4 separate regions of the Rattus norvegicus genome follow, and all the other regions are linked to region 3. Evidence: chromatin contacts called from public Hi-C and HiChIP or PLAC-seq data. All regions are on one chromosome and are shown on one strand. Each heading gives the region's core, a stretch centred on a gene start, on an enhancer-like site or on the middle of the called end of the contact. The rest is flanking DNA. Distances are from core to core; before and after follow the strand shown. Region 1 has its middle 280 kb from the start of Tbl1xr1. Region 2 overlaps Tbl1xr1 (TBL1X/Y related 1). Region 3 has its middle 140 kb from the start of Tbl1xr1. Region 4 overlaps Tbl1xr1 (TBL1X/Y related 1).

Region 1 (2,758 bases), core at 90-2,589, 130 kb before region 3:
TTAGGCGTGGCCTTGTTGAAAGAGTTGTCACTGTGAGTGTGGGCTTTAAGACCCTTGCCTTGCTGCCTGGAAGCCAGTCTTCTCCTATGGCCTTCAGATGAAGATGTAGAACTCTCAGCTCCTCCTGCACCATGCCTACCTGGGTGCTGCTGTGCTCTGCCTTGATGATATTTGACTGAACCTCTGAACTTCTAAACCAGCCCCAATTAAATGTTGTCCTTATGAGAGTTGCCTTGGTCATGGTGTCTGTTCACAGCAGGAAAAGCCTAAGACATACATTAAGGAATTAAGCAAGGTTCATCTCTCCATTTTTTAAAAATTATTATTAAAATCAATAAAAATTGCTGCAACAGTAGTTCTAGATCCACCCAAGTCATCCTGTATTAGCATTTCATTCCTTAGGGTCTCAACCATTTCCAAATTTTGGCCATATTAATTTCAGATATAAATAATTCTGTGAGCTGTCAGTACCTTAATAAGGATTAGGGTCTAGCTATCTAAGTTTAGAAAAGGCACCAGAGGAATTTGGCAGAGATTTAGCTGGGGAAGCCTCTCTAAGGTGGAAAGAAACTGAAAGGGGCCAATTTTAGAACCAAGGACAAAACTGAAACTGCACTGAAATTTTATGTAGGGCAGACCTAGATCCAGAGTGAAAAGACACAACTGTTTTTAATAGTAACTGTCTCTTTAAATCTCAGCCTTGGCAACTCAGCCACTGAAATAGGTTATGGATCTGTGGGTACAGCACAGTGGAACATTTAATCAGAAAACAAAGAACTTTCTGGAACAAAGAAGACAAATAAAAGCCTAGACATGAAAACGTTAACTGGCAACGTAAGTTCAGGGGACAGCTGTGTCCAAATTCACTGGGCTGCTGGCCCAAAAAGCAAAATCTGTGGAAGACTGAGAAGAATTACATTGTTTCTGAACTCACACAGTGGCGGATTGCCATGGGAGCTTGGATGTTCTGCAATGAGATAGGAGAGTTTAACAGCAAACTGCAATGGTTAGAAACAAGTATTTCCTAGTTCCTACCTTGAGATGTGTCTCTTTATTTTCTGGAAAAGAAATAAGTATCCTTTAACATCTCCATGGGAAACACTTGGGTTTATTTCAATGATCTTCATGTCTGGGTATGATGGTACTGGAACATACTGAATTTATTAGTTAATGGCTAGTGCTAATGAATCACATTTTATTTGCATGTTTTAAGATAGTTTCTAAGTTCTCGTGGTTAATTCAAGCGATAAAACATTTCTGAGAGACGCATGGTTGCTTGCCTTGGCTTTGCCTCCCTTATTCAGTGGAAAAGAATGCTTCCAGAAGGCAAGCTAGCCATGATTGTGTGCAAACTGATCACTGCAATTACCCTTTGCTATGACAAAGACCTCAGAGCATCAGGCATTGCTCACATTTGTTCCCCAGCTGTGACTTCAACATGACATGCTGAGACTTACATTCATCAGGCACCTTAAGATTCCGGAGTATTTTTCTCTTGTGTAAAATAGGCATTATTTTCCAAGCTTTAAGTTTAGGTTTAGGTAATTTTCTTAGATACATAGGAATGACAGAGCCAGGCTTAACAGGTGACTTGAGTGCCTTTATGGAACGCAATAACCCCGACTCAATCCTTCTCAGTTGACTTGAGTGGGAAGAATTTGCTAAATAAAACATTTAATAAGCAGGCCAGAACTATGCTAACAAAATTCTATATAATGAGAAAAAAGATTCTTGGGTGTCGAGGTATGATGAGGTCTGCTCTGAAGAGATGGAGACAGTCTCAGAGATAGAGAGCAGGTGAGAGAGATTGAAAGAATGGAGTCAGCGAGGAGCCCAACCTGTACAGATATTTCAAAAGGAGGATAACTACCCACGTTTAGATTTATTCCCTCAGTTGTTTGTTTACAAGGAATTCCAGCACATAGATCAACCAACCCCTATTCTGCAGGGATTGCTCAGGTCTGGTACTGAGCTGAAAACTCCCCAGGATCTACAGTAAACATCCATTATTCCCAAATCTTAGAACCTTCATAGCATATTTTGAGCACCTACCATTAGATACAGCTTGAAATACTCACAATAGAAGAATGAAGAAGATGCAGTGCTGATATCCAGGAAGGTGAGAGGAAACCAAATAAGTACACGTCACTTGTGGAACGAGTGGGTCCATGAATAAATACAAGAAAGACTTAAGTGTTGAAGGGTAAAAACGAGGGGTGTTCCATCTCTCTTGAGTCAGAGAAGGCCTTTCAACAATGGTCTGTGATATGAAGCTTGCTAGAAAAACAAATGGTGGTGACGGGGAAAGGAAGGATGCAATTGCAGGCAGAAATATCAGGAACACCCACAAAAGCTTCCTAAAAACGATTCCACAATGCTGTGGTAGAGAAAATGCTTGAGGTATTTTGGTGAGCTGAGGGACAGATCCTGCCAGAGTTTTATTAGGAAACTCTGAGGTAAGTAAGGAACAGCATAATGGGGCATTGGAGTACAGAAGGAGGAGTCACAGAATAACTTGGCTCTAGAAAAGAGAATATATGAATGGTGCTCCAGTGGCACCTCAGCTACCTCAAGATGATACTGGTGAGGTCATAGAAGCCTGTATTAAAGTAGTGGCATTAGATGAGAGGAAAATAAGGGGCTAGAACAGAGAGGGATTGGCCAGGCTTCGTAAATAAAAGACCAAGACAACCTCTGATTTGAGATTTGGATAATGGCATTACTAAATAGGACAGGGACAGACCAAAAGTAATCAGGA
Region 2 (2,790 bases), core at 125-2,624, 250 kb after region 3:
CTGACCTTGACTTCATGGGTTTGGACAGATTAAGATTATTATTCATAAATGTATTGGTTTTCACACCAGAAGACAGTTTCTGTAGGTTATTCCTTTAATATTCTCTGTGTGTGAGAAAAGGAGATCATATTTAACATATAATTTTGCTGGACGGTACTAAGAACAAACTGCTGGCAAGGACTTACAAAATCATTGTTAGTTTCATGTACCCTGATTTTGGAAGCCAATTTATTTATAAGTGATGCCAACTTTGATGCTCAGAGCTGCATGTGTAAGTAGTGTGTTTGTTTCAGGTATAGGCATGCTACTGTTGCCTGAGGCAATCTTATCTGCTCCCTGATTGTATAAATCAGCCTTGTAGCACAGCCAGACTCATTTACTTCTGGACTGTCACTGGGATCATGAGGAACTGTAACAAGGCTGTTATGCCCTTCAAAGCATTAATAAGCACACATTGCATGTTCTTTCTGAGTGGAACTTTGTTGTAGCTACAATGTTTAGTGTATGGCCAGAACACAGAATATGTAGAAGGTCTCTTCCCCACATCCCCCCATTTTTTTTGGTAAAAGTAAGTGAAAAGATTTTAGCTCTTTAAAGTAGTCCAGTCCCTTGTTTTCCTAAGGGATAGGTCCTACACCACCATAGCTAGCATTATCTGCTGGTTCTCTTAGGTTACACTTAATATCATTTGTATGTCATACAATATCATGCATTTAGATCACTTATATGATATGATCATCCTGTAGTGTTTAGAGAAAACCCATAAGAGAAAGATCTGCTCCAGGTCAGGATAGGTGCATCATCCCAAGGCCTGGGTGCAGAATGCAGATGCAAGTACTGGGTACTTTCTTCTCATTGTATGACATATTCATATTGGTCAGTGTTTCTTACTAGCAGCTTCCCTTACCTGAATGTTATAGTATGCATTTTATTATCTTTAACCTTTTGCCAATGGCCTCTTGTATTGGTTTGTCTTTGTGCAGAGTTGATGAGGACCTTAGGTGACAGTTGGTGGCTGTTTGCATTTGACTCTTGCAGTGCCATTCTTGCTCCCTTCCCCCTTCTTGCTCATGTTCATGGTTTCCTCAGAATGAAGTTTTTCGTTTTGTTAATGGAGTATATGTCAACCTGACAACTACATCTCATTTTTCTTTCCCTGTTTTTCAACCCCAGGATGGCACCTTATTTGATGGTCGACCCATAGAGTCTCTGTCCCTGATAGATGCTGTCATGCCCGATGTCGTCCAAACAAGACAACAAGCCTACAGAGACAAGCTTGCACAGCAACATGCAGCCGCTGCTGCAGCTGCTGCCGCAGCCACTAACCAGCAAGGCTCTGCGAAAAATGGAGAGAACACAGCCAATGGGGAGGAGAATGGAGCACACACCATCGCAAGTGAGCAGAGAATGCTTGGAGATGGTCAGCACACACTGCTCTACTGTAGTGCCCACCCTTAGAAGCTACACTGATAACCGGTGTTTGCCTCTACCCCAACTGGCATCAACACACTTCAGATTACAGACCTAAGATTCCAAAAGCTAAATGAACTGAATGTTCGTTCCTTTTTAAATGTTTCTGAAGCCTTTTTCTACTCTTAAGTGCATTTTGCATCTGCATTTGATTTCTAAGTAAAATTTATAATAGTCTCTGTTACAAACATCCAACAAGGCTCTGACATTGAGGAATAAAGATGACTCGTGCTGTATGAATGATAGCAGCAACCCCTACTGGCAGAACTCAGAATAGTATTGTTACAGACTTTAATTCAGCCTTGCTGAGGTATAACCTTTTTTCCCCCTTTCTTTTTACCATTTCACATACACATTCCGGGATACTCACACTTTTAAAACTAGCACGTCATACTTGCCAGACATGTGCTTCCCTTCTGACAGAACTGCTACTTTTCACGATGCAGATAATCACACGGACATGATGGAGGTGGACGGGGATGTGGAAATCCCTCCCAATAAAGCGGTTGTGCTTCGGGGCCATGAATCGGAAGTTTTCATCTGTGCCTGGAACCCTGTTAGTGATCTCCTGGCATCAGGGTAGGTTTTTCAAAGAGCTTTCTAGTTGTTGAGCATTTTGTTTGGTTTTAGACAGGATTTGCTGTTTAACTTGACGTGTTGACCCACCTGTGTCCTGGGCTTTACCATGCCCAGCACTATCGTGGTATTTAAGAATACCTCACCAAATAGGCTGCTACATGTTTTTGTTAATATATTTCACTTTATAGTCACTTCTGTTGATTGCTTATGATCATCTTGCCTTGGTAGATTAGTATTTCTTGTGAAGTTGTTACTTAGTAGAAGCTCTAAAATATAAAATAAGAAAAATATTAAAATGTTTGTGTCCAGTAGTCTACTTCTTATTCATGCTAAATGTGTGGCTTAGATTGTGGAATGCTTGCTCATATGAGGACTTGAGCTGATATTTTGACTCTGAAGGTCTGGAGACTCCACTGCAAGAATATGGAACCTCAGTGAGAACAGCACAAGTGGCCCCACACAGCTGGTGCTTAGACACTGCATACGGGAAGGAGGGCAGGACGTTCCCAGTAACAAGGATGTCACCTCTCTAGATTGGAATGTGAGTGTTCTTTTCTTGCATAGGTGGTCTGTGAATGAAGACATTTGAGGACTCGACATACTATAATCTGGAGATTAGGTCCCAATTTTAGCTTCAACCTGGCTCCATATTCCTAAAATCCTAATCAAAATTTAAAAATAAATTGAAGGCTTTACTTTTTACCTCTTATAAAAAGCATCCTCAGAGTATCATTTTTATGT
Region 3 (2,700 bases), core at 173-2,672:
ACAGCAAATTTCATCTTAAAAAAAAAAAAAAAATCTTCCTTTACAGCTGGCTAGAGGTTTCAACCAGGCTCCAAAGTGAGGGTTCATTTTCTTCCCCACCCCGTAACTTCCATTTTTCTGCATGTCTCACCATTTCAGACACTTCTCAGGCAATCAGGGGGCCATCTTGGAAGTTTTTGCCCCGACTCCCAGCTGTGTGCTCACCAGCTGTGGCTGAATTCAAGAAATGACAGCTTCAGACTGTTCTCCTTCATAGCATTTAGAGGGAAGTTGCCCTAACCTTCTGAATGACGGGCTGCTGGGAGAGAAAACCTTACTAGTTGAGAGGCTGTCTGCTCTGTTTCCTCCAGGGGAGCACTTAAGGACTTTAGATCAGGCAGCTCCCTGCCGGGAGCAGGAGGGGTAAGATGAGGCCAAGGAGGGCCAGCCCTTCCTTCCCCTTGTCATTCTCCAAATTAGGGCTGGCTGCCATTTTTTTTCTCCCCAATTAAAAGTACCGAAGAGAATTTAAAGGAGACCTGTCCTGTGTCTGTAAATAAATAGCCTGTTTGGCCAAACAGAAAAGGCACCATGTTGCGTGAGTTATTGGATGTATTGTCTTTAATATGTGAATGTGTTCTCAAGAACAAAGTGGCAGCAATCTATACATTTAATTAGTATCAAAGCAACTTCAATGTACCGTTCACAGCAAGGGGGAGAGAAGTAAACTGCTTAAATGCATAGACTTAAAAAAAAAAAATCCTCGTTCTAGGCAAAGGAACCACCGGAACAGTAAGATAAAGAGATCTTAATTAACACCAAATCCATCTACTTCCCCTGCTCCAGAACCGAAACAGAATGCTAAGGCAATTTGCTTGGAGAGCAGTTTTGCACCATAAATCTGGGCCGTGTTTTTCTGTGCGTTTGCCCTGCAGTAAGCTTAAAGAGAAACTCAGGCACCAAAACCTTCAGTTCAGCCTTGGAGGCAAAGCAAAGCGCTAATCAGCCGCAATGGTGATTACATAACACCCCACCCCCACCGCCACCCCCACCCCAAGCCTCAAGAGGCAGGGTTTGGCTTCTGGTTAGAGCAAATGCCTTTCTTTTTTGCCTCTGTGAGAGTCATTGAAAATGCTCTTTAAGGACCAAAAGTCAGGGCATGTGTGTTTTCAGAAGAAATGGAGGTCACTTGAGGGTGACTTCTGAGTACACCCCCAAGCCAAAATGAATCTGTATCGATATCTAAAGTGCATCTGCTTTTAGAGCAGAAGCCACCATCTGTTCCTAATTGGTGCCCTGGAGGTACTCCCGGTGGAAAAAAGAGCCGGGCCAGAGCAGCCGCGCCTCCCCGGGGCTGCAGACTCCGCTCTGGGCCTTGCTGGTGCAATCGAGTGCTCCTCTCTTAGATAATGCCAGGTATTCTGGAAAGTAGCCGTGTAATAATACACAAACCCCTGATGATGTCAGCGTGTTATTGACTTTCCAAGTCTGAATGACTGAGCAGAGGAGCGGGGGGTGGGGCGCCATCCATCCGGCGGCGCAGAGACCAGCCGAGCGAAAATGGGCTCACAGTCCGGCGGGGGAGGGGAACTGCGGCGGCTGCCTGGCCAGGCTGGATGGATCTCAGCCGCAGCAGGATCGCCTCCACCAAGTCAAGAGGGGGCCTTGGGCTAGGGAGAAGGGGTTTTCAATGTTATGTTTAGCCAAAAATTCATCTGGCTGATAGAACTGGTCCCACCACCTACCTCCAAGCCCATACCACGCGGCAGAGGAGGTTACAAGGCTAGCAGCAGTCACCAAGGGAAGTAGAGATTGCAAAGGCCTTGCCCCATCCCAACATTTCGACATACACACAAGATACAGTCTTCAAGGTCTGGAAAGCTCCGGGTCCCTTTTCCTGCTGGAGTCCCCGATCCAAGGAGCCTCTAGGAACCTGCACCTCAGCTCTGGTGACATTTTGTAAGCCATGGTGTCCGTGTTTCCTTACAGGTGCACGTGTTTCGTTACAGGTGCACAGTGTAGGCTCCTCTTCCCACCTTGCAAACTGGACCATTGGGTACTCAACCATCTTCAGTGCTAGGTTAACAGAATTTGCATTAAAAGATCCAGAACCACCCCCCCTCCCCCTGTTTGTGCTACCAACTCGGGTGGGGCCAGTGCCACCAAGCTGGTGTCTCCTGGAGCCCTGGCTTTTTTTTTCCCCCCCCCCCTTGCACATCCAGCATACCCAGCTTGGATAGTGACACCAGAGGAGGAGAAGGCCACAGACTGTTTTCCCTGTCGCAGGCCTGTGCAAATGCCACCAAGAAGCCAAGTCTTATTTAGCTCAGGAAGGAAGGGGAGGGCTGGGCCTGTGCAGAGATGAAAGCGAACTAGTGCTTTGGAGATGCAGGACTATTCAAGGCTTCTGAGCTTGGGCTGAGGGCTCAACCTGTTTGTGGACACATCATCGAAGTGGGGAGAGCCATTGTCTTCTGGGCAACTAGGGAGTTATACATCTAGACTTTGCACCTCTCTGTCTCCTTTTTTTCAAATGGGCAACTCTTTCTGGAAACACTGCACTCAGGTCAAAGCCCCTCTTCCTGTTTCAGAAAACAGCCTACAGACTCTTGGTTTCCTAAATTCCACCCTAACCAGCAGCCTCCAGTCCCAGTTGAAGCTGCAGCCCCTTCTAAAGCTCCCACATCCACGAGGTTCCTGAAAGAACCACTTAGTCCAAGA
Region 4 (2,851 bases), core at 219-2,718, 200 kb after region 3:
TTCTCTTCTCTGCTTACTGTACAGTCTGATACTAAAAGAAGCCATCCTTCTGGTCCACTTCTGACAGGATAATAATTAGAGTAACAAGGACACCTCGTGGTCTACTCTTCCCTGCTTTCAGCCAGTGGTTCTCCACCCCTCTGGTCCCTTGGGAGAGGCTTTGACGTGATGTCCAGGTCTTACCCTAGATCAGTGGTTCTCAACCTTCTAAAGCTGTGGATCTTTGATACAGTTGTTCCTGTTGTGGTGACCCCCAGCCATGGAATTCTTTTGTTGTTACTTCTTAGCTGTAATTTTGCTACTCTTAGGAATTATAATGTAATATCTGATATGTGACCCACCATGGTGAGGAGCCAGAGTGATGTAGGTTTAAGTCTGTAGAGGCGTTTCCATAGCAGTTATCAGTCACACAGTATCCTTTTCACTGATGTTGTACTGCTCTGGTCTAATTAGCTGTTTACAGTCTTGATGCTAACTTTGACTCCTACTTGAGCTGTGCTTGGGAAGAATGTGGTCTAGTGGGGACAGTATCAGCCCCTCTGTTTCACTAACCCCTGCCCACTTTTAACTAAGATACTTCTGCAGTTCCTGTAACTTCCCTTTCCCTGGCCGTTTGTTTCATTCCCGTAAACTACCGTTTTGTTTTGTTTTTGAAGGCATAACACATAATATCTTTGTGCCACGAAAAATCTAGTATTTCTTAGGCATTGTGAACTGTACCACTAATTTGTAATTTAAGAGGAAAGGAGCAATTTGTTACACCTGGACAATAGTGATGTACTCACACATTTTAAAAAGTAATAGACTTTTTCTTACATGAATCTTGAAATTCTTTGTTATTGTTCTTGTTTTTTAATAACAGCAAACGTTTGTTGAACTTCTGTTACAGTGAACTGAAGCCTTTTCCTGTTTTTTTTGAGATATGGTCTGAATAGTTCTGTATTGCCTGTGACTTATGGGTGTGTGCCAGCATTCCTGGCTGAAACCTAAAACTTATACAACCTAAACTTTGACCTTGTTAATTTTGTTTGTTTTGACAGAGTCTCATGTGGTAGGGCCAGCCTTGAACTGCTGATCCTACCTCCCAAATGTTGAGAGAGGGAACTAATAACAAACTTGACTCACAGTTGACCACTCTTTAATTTAGAAACTTTGCTGTAGTTGAATTTGAGCAGGCAGCTTTTGAAGTCTTTGGTAACCTTTTGCTCTATTTGTACGCGGTGGTTTATTTTTATGTTCAATGGAAGGCACAGCTGCTTCATGCCCCACAGGATTGACTCAACTGAACCAGGTGCTTAGGTATCTCTGTATGGATTTTGGTCTTAAAAATTGTTCAGTTTTAGAAAATGTAAGGTTAAAGTATACAACTGTTTGGCTCTAATTTCCCCAAGTAACTTGAATAACAATGGAAGTGAAAGCAAGGACTGGTGCTTACTGAGGCTTCTGACTGCAGCTGAGCCCAGACTGCATCTCTAAAATCTTCCTGAAGGGGGAGCTACCCCCACCTCATCCTATGCTGGATGTCTGGTAAGCACTGTGTGTGTGTGTGTGCGTGTGTGTGTGTGTGTGTGTGTGTGTGTGTGTGTGTGTCTGTGACTGTGAGCTCAGTGTAGTGTACACTGTTACAAAGACTTTTTATTCCACCCTGGAGGATTGTCAGGCACGTGAGGAAAGTAACTGATAATTTTTTTAAAATCAGCAAATGAGAAAGGATCAGTTAGAGCTAATTTACATATATAGCTTCCTTAAAAATGGCACCATTTGGAATTGGTCCTTTTATCATCTTGGAAATCATGTAATAGTGGAATGCACTTGGAATTCTGTGACATTTCCCAGGAATTCATTTAATACAATCTTCTTCACCTTCTTATTTATGGAGTTGGGGTGAACTTGCAGCTATGCATGCTGTGTCCATCTTAACACAATCAGCTCTGGTAAGATTTTAATTTTTCCTCAGGTCTAAATGTGACTTCCAGAATTTCCACACAGAATGGGAACTGCTGTCTGCTTTCTTTAAGTATACTTTGTGGCACAGGCTACTGGACTCAGGCCATGCTCCTCCCTGTGTTTGTACTTTTCGTCGGTCAGTAGCCATGTTTCAAATCAGTGAGCCAAATGAATTTATTGTTAGAAACCAGTCAAAATAATTTTGTTATTTTGAAGATTTTTTTTCATAAATAAAAAGCCTAATTTTTATGTTAAAACCTGGTTATGTGTTAGTGGCATTACTGGGAAGACGCTTAGCTGCAATGTCTGTGCTAAAGGCCTTTTCTGAGATTATTGCATTACTTACTTTAGGTAAATGCTGATAATCGATTTAAAAAAACAACTATTTTGTTTGGAGACTGAATGAAGTTTAACAGTCTATAAAGTTAGCTTTGTAATTCATGAGGTGTACTTTAGTTTTCTGTTAGTGGAATGTCAGTCTGTCCCTGCCACCTTCTGGAAGTGGTGTGAAAAGTCATGAGAATAGCAGCCAGCCACTGCCTCTTCAGTTGGTGTGTTTGGTCTGTGCCTAGACCCTCACCTGTCCTGTTAGAACAGTGAATCCAAAGAGCTCCACATCTTCCAGTTGCCATTCTTAGTTAATAGAGGAATAGCAAGGTTAACAAATGGGCCCTGATGTATAGAAAAGGCTGGGCAGTCATGCTAGACGGCTATGGGAAGAGAGGTATGCTGAGGGAGCGCCCTCCCTTTGGATGGTCCTGACCAGGCTGCTGTGGGTTGAACTCTGCAGGAATGGGGCTAGGTTTGAGAGAAGAACCTTTTTGCACAGTGCATTTCTAGTATTAGAATGTCAGTGGCACGTGGAGGCGGCGACAGAGGAGTGAAGGCCAAGGTAGAGGAGAAG

The links. Hi-C and Micro-C count contacts between places; a contact is called where the count stands out from the background. HiChIP or PLAC-seq counts read pairs in DNA pulled down with a chosen protein or histone mark.
Region 1: an H3K27ac HiChIP or PLAC-seq map of oligodendrocytes shows a contact between it and region 3, with 6 times the contacts expected there. The contact joins two enhancer-like sites. A contact is called at or near these places in 6 of 12 Hi-C or Micro-C datasets (Schwann cells, frontal cortex, hepatocytes and 2 more) and 1 of 1 datasets of contacts at active chromatin or transcription factors (oligodendrocytes).
Region 2: a contact with region 3 is called in a Hi-C map of Schwann cells, with 9 times the contacts expected there. The contact joins two enhancer-like sites. A contact is called at or near these places in 8 of 12 Hi-C or Micro-C datasets (the Rat2 cell line, Schwann cells, frontal cortex and 5 more) and 1 of 1 datasets of contacts at active chromatin or transcription factors (oligodendrocytes).
Region 4: a Hi-C map of liver shows a contact between it and region 3, with 5 times the contacts expected there. The contact joins two enhancer-like sites. A contact is called at or near these places in 4 of 12 Hi-C or Micro-C datasets (frontal cortex, kidney and liver).

Annotation. Positions count from the first base shown.
Region 1 is chr2:106,452,637-106,455,394 of GRCr8, forward strand. No RefSeq gene overlaps it. Among named protein-coding and RNA genes, the nearest start is that of Tbl1xr1, 280 kb to the right of the region's middle. Within about 2 kb of position 1,340, at least 38 of the 93 cell types and tissues checked have an H3K27ac peak or open chromatin away from gene starts, as enhancers often do.
Region 2 is chr2:106,831,412-106,834,201 of GRCr8, forward strand. Tbl1xr1 (TBL1X/Y related 1) reads left to right here. Exons shown (of 16, transcript NM_001108941.1): 5 at 1,174-1,396; 6 at 1,917-2,049; 7 at 2,449-2,590. Among named protein-coding and RNA genes, the nearest start is that of Tbl1xr1, 100 kb to the left of the region's middle. Within about 2 kb of position 1,375, at least 9 of the 93 cell types and tissues checked have an H3K27ac peak or open chromatin away from gene starts, as enhancers often do. A contact at or near this core is called in Schwann cells, where this site is marked.
Region 3 is chr2:106,586,164-106,588,863 of GRCr8, forward strand. No RefSeq gene overlaps it. Among named protein-coding and RNA genes, the nearest start is that of Tbl1xr1, 140 kb to the right of the region's middle. Within about 2 kb of position 1,423, at least 89 of the 93 cell types and tissues checked have an H3K27ac peak or open chromatin away from gene starts, as enhancers often do. A contact at or near this core is called in Schwann cells and liver, where this site is marked.
Region 4 is chr2:106,783,288-106,786,138 of GRCr8, forward strand. All of the region lies in intron 1 of Tbl1xr1 (TBL1X/Y related 1), which reads left to right. Among named protein-coding and RNA genes, the nearest start is that of Tbl1xr1, 54 kb to the left of the region's middle. Within about 2 kb of position 1,469, at least 3 of the 93 cell types and tissues checked have an H3K27ac peak or open chromatin away from gene starts, as enhancers often do. A contact at or near this core is called in liver, where this site is marked.